Linked DNA regions of Larimichthys crocea: region 1 is linked to region 2. The links are chromatin contacts, called in public Hi-C maps. All regions are on one chromosome and are shown on one strand. Each heading gives the region's core, a stretch centred on a gene start, on an enhancer-like site or on the middle of the called end of the contact. The rest is flanking DNA. Distances are from core to core; before and after follow the strand shown. Region 1 holds the start of LOC113747580 (endonuclease domain-containing 1 protein-like). Region 2 holds the start of LOC104935135 (V-set domain-containing T-cell activation inhibitor 1).

Region 1 (4,615 bases), core at 275-2,774, 460 kb after region 2:
ACACCTAGCTCCATGGCGACCAGCCGTTCTCCACAGTGTTCTGGCAGCTATCGTCGTATTAAGAGAAAGCACAGCGCGGAGAATAGGTGCAATGGTGTTTGGAACTTTAGTCCAATCATCCACCGACACATCCGAGTCACTCAACCAGTACAGCTGTAAAAACTGAAGAACACAAATGGCTGCTCGTGTTGGATCTCTTGTTTTGTTGTTTTCTGACACCAGTACAGAAAACTTGCCACAGGCTCTGGTGATGGACCCAGTCGCTCAGTAATTTCCCACCCTACCTGTCTGGAGGTCTCCTTTGGTGTTTCCTGTCAGTGTTAAAGAGAACAGTGTCACCTAAAAGTATATCAAGCCACCACACGTAATACGAAGCTGATATTAATTCCAGTGTTTTATCGCATTACTTGACAAATTGAGCCGCACTGCAAATCTGTTTTCATGTAATGTTCATCACATGGTGCACATAAATGTAAAAAATACTGTAGAGAGAAAGTAAATGATTTCGCTGTTATTAAACTTGATTTATATATATATATAGTTTTCTTTCACACTTATTCACAGATTTTATTATTTTCTATGTTGTAGATTAACACCAAAGTCATCAAAACACTAAAATAACATGAAATACATGGTACGTGGTCGTCATGTCGAATGCTTCCACACCATCGCAAGTCCTCCTCCATCCTTCAGGGTGGGAACCACACATGTAGATCACATTCTGAAACTATTATAATATAACCATTGCAACCATTAGACACTGTCCTTACTGACACATCCTCCTCCAAATCACTATCAGCTGCTTCATCAGTGTTATTTCATAGTGTTGATGTCTTCGGTGTTCATCTACAATGAAGAAAATGATAACAACAAGGAAAAACCAGTGAAGGAAGGATCTTTCCTTTGCAGCTCATGCTTTGCAGATATCACCAACAAGATAAGAGACAGACGTAGAAGTAGAATGGTTCTTTCTAAAACTGTATATGTACATAAAACGATCAACGGATTCAACAACCTTTTCATTTCAAACACTTTGGACATCACAGGTTGTTCTGACATCATATGACCTTTAAGGTCAAACATAACTTTGAAAGAAACAAACTATAAGTGAGACAAATATTGATACCTCTCCATGAACTTCATCTTTTCTAACGTGTAAATACAAGGAAACATTAGTTACATGGTGCTAGTGTTTCTAGCTGACTTGTTTTAACTTGTGCTCAGAGAGTGAGGCTCAAGATATCATCAAGTGCAAATTTGAATGGCCCTAAAACTTCGGCTCCTGTTGTTCTTTATCTTCATACAGACTTCTGCTCAGGACTGTGTCATTCCTTGTCTGTTAACCACACTCTTTTCATTTGACAGTTAGTGCTATGCAAAGTGTCCTGCAATGCAGACTGTGTGAAACTGGTTCATTAAGAGTAATCTATTACTTGAAGTTGGCACATCCTCCACCGTCACAACCTGCTGGATGTTCAGTATAAGTAAGACGTCCTTCACAAGCTTGTTTCACAGTCGAGGAAGTCCTTCTGCCCTCCACTGCTCCAGAAACACGAAGACACCGTTGACTTTTGGACGACCTGTCACAGCTCGTAAGTCCTGTCTTCAGTTTATACTTTAATTTGTATTCAATGTTACAATGTATATTATTGTGTTATTGATGACTTAAACGCTCTAAATACAAAGTTGTGGCTTTATTTTCTGAGTTTGGATCCATTGTTAATGATTTTAAATGAAATATTGAACAGGTGCTCTGGGTCCTCCTGAGCTCTAAGCTGTATTTATCTTTGAAATCATCTCCAATATTTACCGTGTTTCACCACGTTTCTGCTCATGGAGCTTTTGATGTCGGGCAGAATTAAATGTTATCTCCATAGATCCACGTGGTTTGGTTGCTTTCGTAGCTGAAGCACGCTGAGTTTGCATCAGATTAATTTCATATCTGCCAACATGTGCAGTGTGCAGGATCACGCTGACAAAACACAAACTTTCTGGACTAGAAGGCAAATTTCAAAAAGTTTATAGTCATTTTATGCACTCTGTCTTTTTTCCATTTGATATTGAAACTTCAGTGAGTTCTTATTGGCAGAGGCAGATTTTACATTTTAGAAGTTTCATTTCATAGAATAAGAAAATTCAGATTATGGATTAAATGATCTGATGTGAAGCTAAAGAAGAGCTACAGACATCGTCTGTTTCTTGACAGCTTCATTTCTGACACGTTGGATTATTTATTCGTCCTTCTTGTAACGAATACAGCATCACATCACACTGATGGACAGCACAGAAACAGACTGTAACAAAGCTGACTCAGGTTTCTTCTGAACAAACATTGTATTTGGATGATACAAGCTGATGTAGCACGCTGTGTTTGTACCAAATTCATTTCATATCTGGACAAAAAGGCAAATTTCAAAAGGAGAACACACTGACTGTAGTATTGTTATCAAGAAGCTAGTATTACAGTTGAACATGTTTCCTTCATCTCTGATGACAGCATGGTCAGTTTATGAGTGAATACATTAAAGATCTGACATGTTTGTCCTTTAGCTGTAATGCTTGGCTTTTGTTCTGTCATCGTATAATGATACTCAGTGTTTGACCATGATGACATGATCTGTGTCATTTCTAGACACGTTTCGTTTTTTGATTTATTCTTCATAAAAGGAGAAATCCAGCTGAAATATTTCTTCTACAAAACAAACCAAAGAAGAGATTGTCAGAAATGTCCGACTCAGTCCAATATAACCCTGTTTGACTGGTTTCTATACTTCTTTTCATCTTTCCATGTTACCAAAGATAATGGATCATTTATTCAACAACTTTTCTGCTGTGGTTCAAACTGAAGGAAACAAACTACATGTGGAGCTGCAGCCTAACTTAGCTGTAATGTTTGGTTGTTCTTCTTCTCTCTAATGATACAGTGTTTGACGATGACGTCTCTGAAGACAAAGAATATCTGCTTCCTCGCTGCCTTCCTCTTCCTCGCCATCGTTCCCACACTGGCTAAAGTGGTGGATGAAGTGAAGGACTGTAAACAGTTTCTCTATCAGGGAACTCCACCAGAAATCCCAGGCGTCTTGGTGGGGGGGAACATCCAGGACAACAACAGATACAAAATCATCTGCCAGACTTATGCAAATGAGCCAAGGTTTCTGACAGTCTACGACACCAAGAACAAGATTCCAGTGTTTTCTGCTTACGAGTACAAAGGGTCAGCGGGAGGAAGACCCAGTGTCCCCTGGAAGATAGAGCCACAGGTGAGTTTGTCTGTCTCTGTCTCTGTCTCATACGTTAGTAGAGTGGCAGACACAGTTTGTCCACTCCAAGTTTATCTTTAACTGTAAAATGCTGGTTTTATCTTTTATCCACAAGTTTAAATGATCCTTATTAAAAATGTTCACACAACAACAAACAGCCGATCAGATGATCTTCTGATTTGAACTCAGTTATCAACATTGGTATCAGTTCCATGAACACACATCACTGTGTGCTGTATGGACTGACAGTCAGAAGGACAGAGTTCATATAATGCTGCATGCAGGTTGCTGTTCTACTCAAACAAGTTTTTAGTACATTTTCTGCCACTCTAGCACTGTAGGTGCCACTAAAATCTAGTCTATCCTGAAAAAAGGTTGTATTTGGATGTGCCAGCTGATGCTAAAAGATGTTGCTAGTCTCATATTAAGACTCTGACCATGTACCCAGGCCCTGGCAGCTGGCATAAGCCCAGGGCTATCTGGAGTGTTTAGGGCACAGCCCGCTACTCGGTTGGCCACAATTCACTGTGACTCTCTTTTCATTCTTTATAATAGTGTAAAGTTGACTGACCGCTCACAGGTGCAACTCTCACGCAAGAACCCTTTCAGTTGTGCTCATGGAATTTTAACCGATACTGCTGGTGAGACAATTTTATTTTAATTTTTAGTGGGCTTCCGCTAAAGTATAGGCCGACACAGATCGTTTCCATTCATAAACAAACAATAGCACTATATAAACCAACCAGTGATAGATGTCTCCCCATACAAGTTGAATACCCCATACATCCTTACACGTGTATTTTATACCAGCTACATTTTCTTTTTGAGCTCCTTTCACACCTTCGTTTTGCTTACCCATGACTAAGTCTCCGGACCCCACCTTCAGTGTGCTAGCCCTTAGTAATGACTTTGTGCAGGGATAGTCAAGTTAGCTCAGCATTATCTCATGTACTTGTTATACACACACACTAATAACAGTTCCCAGGGTGAAAACCTGCCCATTCAAGAGCCATTTAACGCTTTTTGTCAAATGTGCTGTGTCCCGCCCTACTTTAAGCCCAGAGCTTCCCACGGATTGTAAACCGGCTTGATCATTGACATAGTACAGTTTGGCTGAGATGCTATTTTTTCCCAGCGATTTACTCCCTATGTTATTTCCTAAAAGTGCACACACGAATTATGTGAAACTAAAGGCTCCATCCGACCACCCCTTTTTATCCCTAAATTAAAAGACTCGGCCTTTTCATCCATAATCCGTCAGCCTTTTCAAGACCAGCCTAATAGGCCTAAACAAACGTTCTCTAGGGCGTATGCTATTCAATTCATGAAACACAGCGTACATACTCTCCACGCCC
Region 2 (4,509 bases), core at 385-2,884:
AATGATTGAATGAATGTTTTATGGTTATAAAGTGACCTTAGAGAAATGTTTCAGATTTTTAAAATGTCAGGGATGTCCAAAGTCCGGCCCAGGGGCCAATCACGGCCCGCGATCAGATTTCATGAGACGTCATTTATATAATATATTATTTATGACCTGCTAGAATTGTCAGATACTGTACGGCTGGAAGACTTTTTTGGTCGGCATAACGAAGCTTTTGAAGGACAAAACTGCTGCTGTTACATCTGTAGATGTGACTTTGTTAAAGACGAGAGACTAAACTTAAATGTTAACAGACTTTGCATCACTCATAATAAGTCATGTTTAAAATAAACACGAGGTTCAGATTTGTATCAACTTCATGCAAGTTTAACGCGTTCATGCAATTTATTCTTTGTTGGCTCCAGATGTGAAAGAAAGAAGAACTGCTTTTTAGATTTGGTGACATTGTCATTTAAAGATAATTGTGACAATGAAAACAAAATTGTTAGAGAACATTTGTACGTAACTTTTATTGTTTTTCGTTTTTTTAAACGTTAGTGTCGCCCCCCCGGGCGTCTTGTAACGTGACACTTTCCACCTCGTAGCAATAAGCGATAACGCGTCATGTTGCATGGCAGCAATATGCTTCCATTATGTACTTCTCCCGTCAACTGGAGTTTAACTGATATTTTATTAGAGAAAAGTCAAACTGTATCTTTATTCTGTGAATTCATACTGTTTAAATCTCTGTTGGTGTTTGAGAGCAGGGATTCTGCACCTTCCTTGGAGACGCTTTGGCAGGACACCCCGGCCTTCGGGTGCAGGGAGCACGTCATCTGTTTTTGTAGTAATTGGATGGGCTCTTTTTACCACCAGGGAACCTCCCGTGCCGTGCGATGTCGCGCGGGAAACGTGCTCAGACAAAAGATCAGCGTGTCTTTCCAGGAAGCAGCAGGCAGCAGTAGCTCTAAACAGCTTAGAGAGGCCGGGACAACAGGCCTGGATGCAAACACATGGACCACCTCGCCTCCGATCCTCTCTCGTCTCTATAGCTCAGCCAATACTAATCAGGAAGTAGATTAGTCAAGAAAGCCTGTAGCCTCAAACGGCTTAGGAAGCAAAACAATAGCTGCAGCGTCCACACAGAGAAACAGAAAAGAGGAAGAACAAACCCTCCGTTTAGTTTAGTCGTCCACCTGAGGCTGGCTCCAGAAGTGAGTCAGTCTCCATAAGTCCCCATGTCCAAATGTCCAACTTCACAGCAGAAATAAACATGTTTACAGCCTGGTACAAAAAACAGTTTTGGTCTCTGTAGCTAATTTCCCCGTTCATGACAACTGTACTGAGGGTGAATTTATATACAACTCACCTGTTCAGGTTATATTAAGGCTTAAAGGGACGCTTTGATTGACAGGTGGCTTGTTTGAGCAACCAGGCGTCATTCTGTGCAAAAACATAAAATAAACAACAAAAACAAACAATAAAATATAATAAAAGTACGTATGGATTTATGAATTCAGTTCACTTTTCGATATTTCAACGTTTCTTAGTTTGTTTTTTCTTTGATATTTTATTATCATGGTTCTATTCTTGATGAACAGATGTTTTCTTTCACGTTACGAAGTGAGCACATCCTGATATCTCTGAGAAAGAAAGAGACAAATATAACATCAAGAAAAAAACTGAACAAAACACTGTAAACTATTTAAATAGTTTAGAGTTTTAGTCAGTTTTTATATTTAGAAAAATTTTAACGAAATATATTTTTCATTATTATTGTAGCAGTGTGTCGTGTGTGCATGAGGAATAATGACACTTACGTTTTACTCTTTATGGTGCTGCCATCTGCTGGTCAATGACTGCACACGTCCATTTTACCAGCTGTGATCTGAGTGGATGACCCACAGTTACCTCTCCTCTGCACAGAAAGTTTTTATAAAGTAAGGTGGCATCGTCTCTCCGGTTGTGTTGTAGAGTTTCTTTGTACTGAACGTAACTTTTTCACATAAAAATACTCTGTTCTAGTCGATGTTTACTAACTTTTTCACATAAAAATACTCTGTTCTAGTCGATGTTTACCACGGTCTGGTGGGTCAGCAGCCAAAGATCCAGCCCAGTGATGGACTGTCCTTCAGGACCTGCAGTGTTTTCATCTTCATGGTTCTTCAGTCTGTTGGAGGTAATTTCAACACAAAACACTCCAGTAACACATCGATGTGCAAATTTACCAACAGTTGTTGAGACATTTCACTCAAAACTCTTCGACTGAAACTTCACAGGAGACAAAAGACTTGATAAATAAAGAAATGATGTCGTTATCTGGAGAAAGCACGGCCGCTCTCACCTTCTCTACTTTTCACTGTTGTTCATGTTTGTTTCTGTTTCTTGAGTTAATTTGTTCACATCAACCAATCGTGGCCCTGGCTGGTGATGGTGTCATTCTACCATGTTACCTTGAACCTCCCATCAATGTCAGTTCAAAGACCGTGATATGGACCAGACCTGGTTTAGACCCAAAGTACATCCATGTTCACCAAGATGGACGACTGAATTTTAAGAATCAAAATCCATCTTATCGTTACCGCACCGCTCTGTTTGTGGATCAACTGGAGAACGGAAACGTCTCCATGAAAATCTTCAGAGTGAAACTTTCTGATACAGGAAGATATGAATGTCATCTTCCATCAATGCAGAAGGAAGCGTCCATCCAACTCACTGTTGGTAAGTCAGACTTGCTGCCACGAGCAGTTTGATACAAATCAGTGACGTATGTTATAATTCCTCCTCTCTGAACCATGAGAGGAGGAATTATAAATAAATAGTTCCATAATCAGAACCATGAAGAGATGAGATGAAACATTCAGGAGATGCAAAAAAGAAACAAATTATTCTGAGACTGAGCTGCACATTCCAAAACAAAATAAGATATCATATATAGTTATCAGTGATCTGATTGGTGACTCTGTTCTGAAATGTAACCTGCCAAAAAAACTGCAGGAAAAACAAAACATGTGCTCAAAGTTCAGTCCATGGGAAGTAGGAATGAATTAACCACTAACAAAAATGAGGAACACAGTGAGTCAAAGTCGAAAGTAAAGACCTGAACTTGTGGTTCAACATTTGACTTTGTCTTTGTCAGAAGAAAAGAAACGGTAAGAAAAACATTTTGTAACTTTGTTTCAAACTAACTTGTTGCTGTATGGTGAATGTGTGGATGTGTCGTATGCAGCAGCTGACGTCTGAATAGATGAACTGAAGTCTGAAAGAGCGGAAGGGACCTTCCTAGAAAGAGAATCAGCCATTTTATTTTATAATTGTAATGTTCATGGCTCATAATGCGTCGTTAAATATCTTCAGTCCAGACTATTTATATGCAAACAATGAGTTTAAAACTAATCTAAACTTTGTTGGTGATCCAGTATGGATTAGTTAGAAAGTCAGGCTTTCTTCCAGATTATCATCTATGAAGCTGATTATAAAAAATAGATGAACCCCAAACAAAATGTCACCAGAACACTGACGGCTAAAAAAAACGGGAAGCAGAAGAGCTGTGCAGCAGTCTTGTGGTTTTTATTTGCACTGCAGTGAAGACGTCTGATACATGCTCAAGTGAGACTGAATCCAGAAGTCCTGGATCTAATCTGTAGTTTTTGCAGAAAAAAAGAAAGAAATTAGAATCACATCAATCAAAATATGGTACTTTCTAAACGATATGTCAATGTTCAATACTTGGTTGGGAATCCCTTTGCCTTAATCACTGGCTCGATGCACCGTGGCATTGCGTGGGAGTTATAGATTTCCTTGATACTTGTTGTCAGCTCTTCTTTGTTTTTGGGTCTGGTGACCCTCATTTTCCTCTTGATAATACCCCATAGATTCAGGCCAGGTCTAGCGAGTTGGCTGGCCAGTCAAGCAGGCCCAGGTCCTGCTGGAAGATGAAATATTATTGATTTACTGCAAACTGAACTTTCCAGGAGTCCAGCATGCTGCAGCCAAAGATCCAGCCCAGTGATGGACTGTCCTTCAGGACCTGCAGTGTTTTCATCTTCATGGTTCTTCAGTCTGTTGGAGGTAATTTCAACACAAAACACTCCAGTAACACATCGATGTGTGCATGTGTTGGAAAGAAGCAGACGTTAACATCAATGTACAGCCACAGTGAGGCTCTGTGAGGAGACACTATGCTAACATGCTGACTATGATTTTCATGTTCATGTTTGTTTCTGTTTCTTGTTTCCTTGCAGAGCAAGCAGAGTTAATTTGTCCACATCAACCAATCGTGGCCCTGGCTGGTGATGATGTCATTCTACCATGTCACCTTGAACCTCCCACTGATGTCAGTTCAAAGACCGTGATATGGACCAGACCTGGTTTAGAACCAAAGTACATCCATGTTCACAAAGATGGACGACTGAATTTTGAGATTCAAAATCCATCTTATCATTTACGCACCAGACTGTTTGAAGGTGAACTGGAGAACGGAAACGTCTCCATGAAAATCTTCAGAGTGAAACTTTCTGATGCAGG

The links. A called contact is a pair of places that touch in the nucleus more often than the background predicts.
Region 1: a Hi-C map of muscle shows a contact between it and region 2, with 19 times the contacts expected there. The contact joins the promoter of LOC113747580 here to the promoter of LOC104935135 in region 2. A contact is called at or near these places in 2 of 7 Hi-C or Micro-C datasets (both in muscle).

The regions. Positions count from the first base shown.
Region 1 is chrXIV:7,000,408-7,005,022 of L_crocea_2.0, forward strand. LOC113747580 (endonuclease domain-containing 1 protein-like) reads left to right here and starts at 1,525. Exons shown (of 3, transcript XM_027287626.1): 1 at 1,525-1,592. It overlaps tec (tec protein tyrosine kinase), which reads left to right. Exons shown (of 18, transcript XM_019257789.2): 18 at 1-533. The region is part of intron 6 of LOC104935135 (V-set domain-containing T-cell activation inhibitor 1); the gene reads left to right.
Region 2 is chrXIV:6,538,529-6,543,037 of L_crocea_2.0, forward strand. It overlaps LOC104935135 (V-set domain-containing T-cell activation inhibitor 1), which reads left to right and starts at 1,635. Exons shown (of 11, transcript XM_027287597.1): 1 at 1,635-1,922; 2 at 2,051-2,161; 3 at 3,957-4,053; 4 at 4,227-4,509. The coding sequence starts at 4,503. The region is part of intron 1 of LOC104935020 (butyrophilin-like protein 2); the gene reads right to left.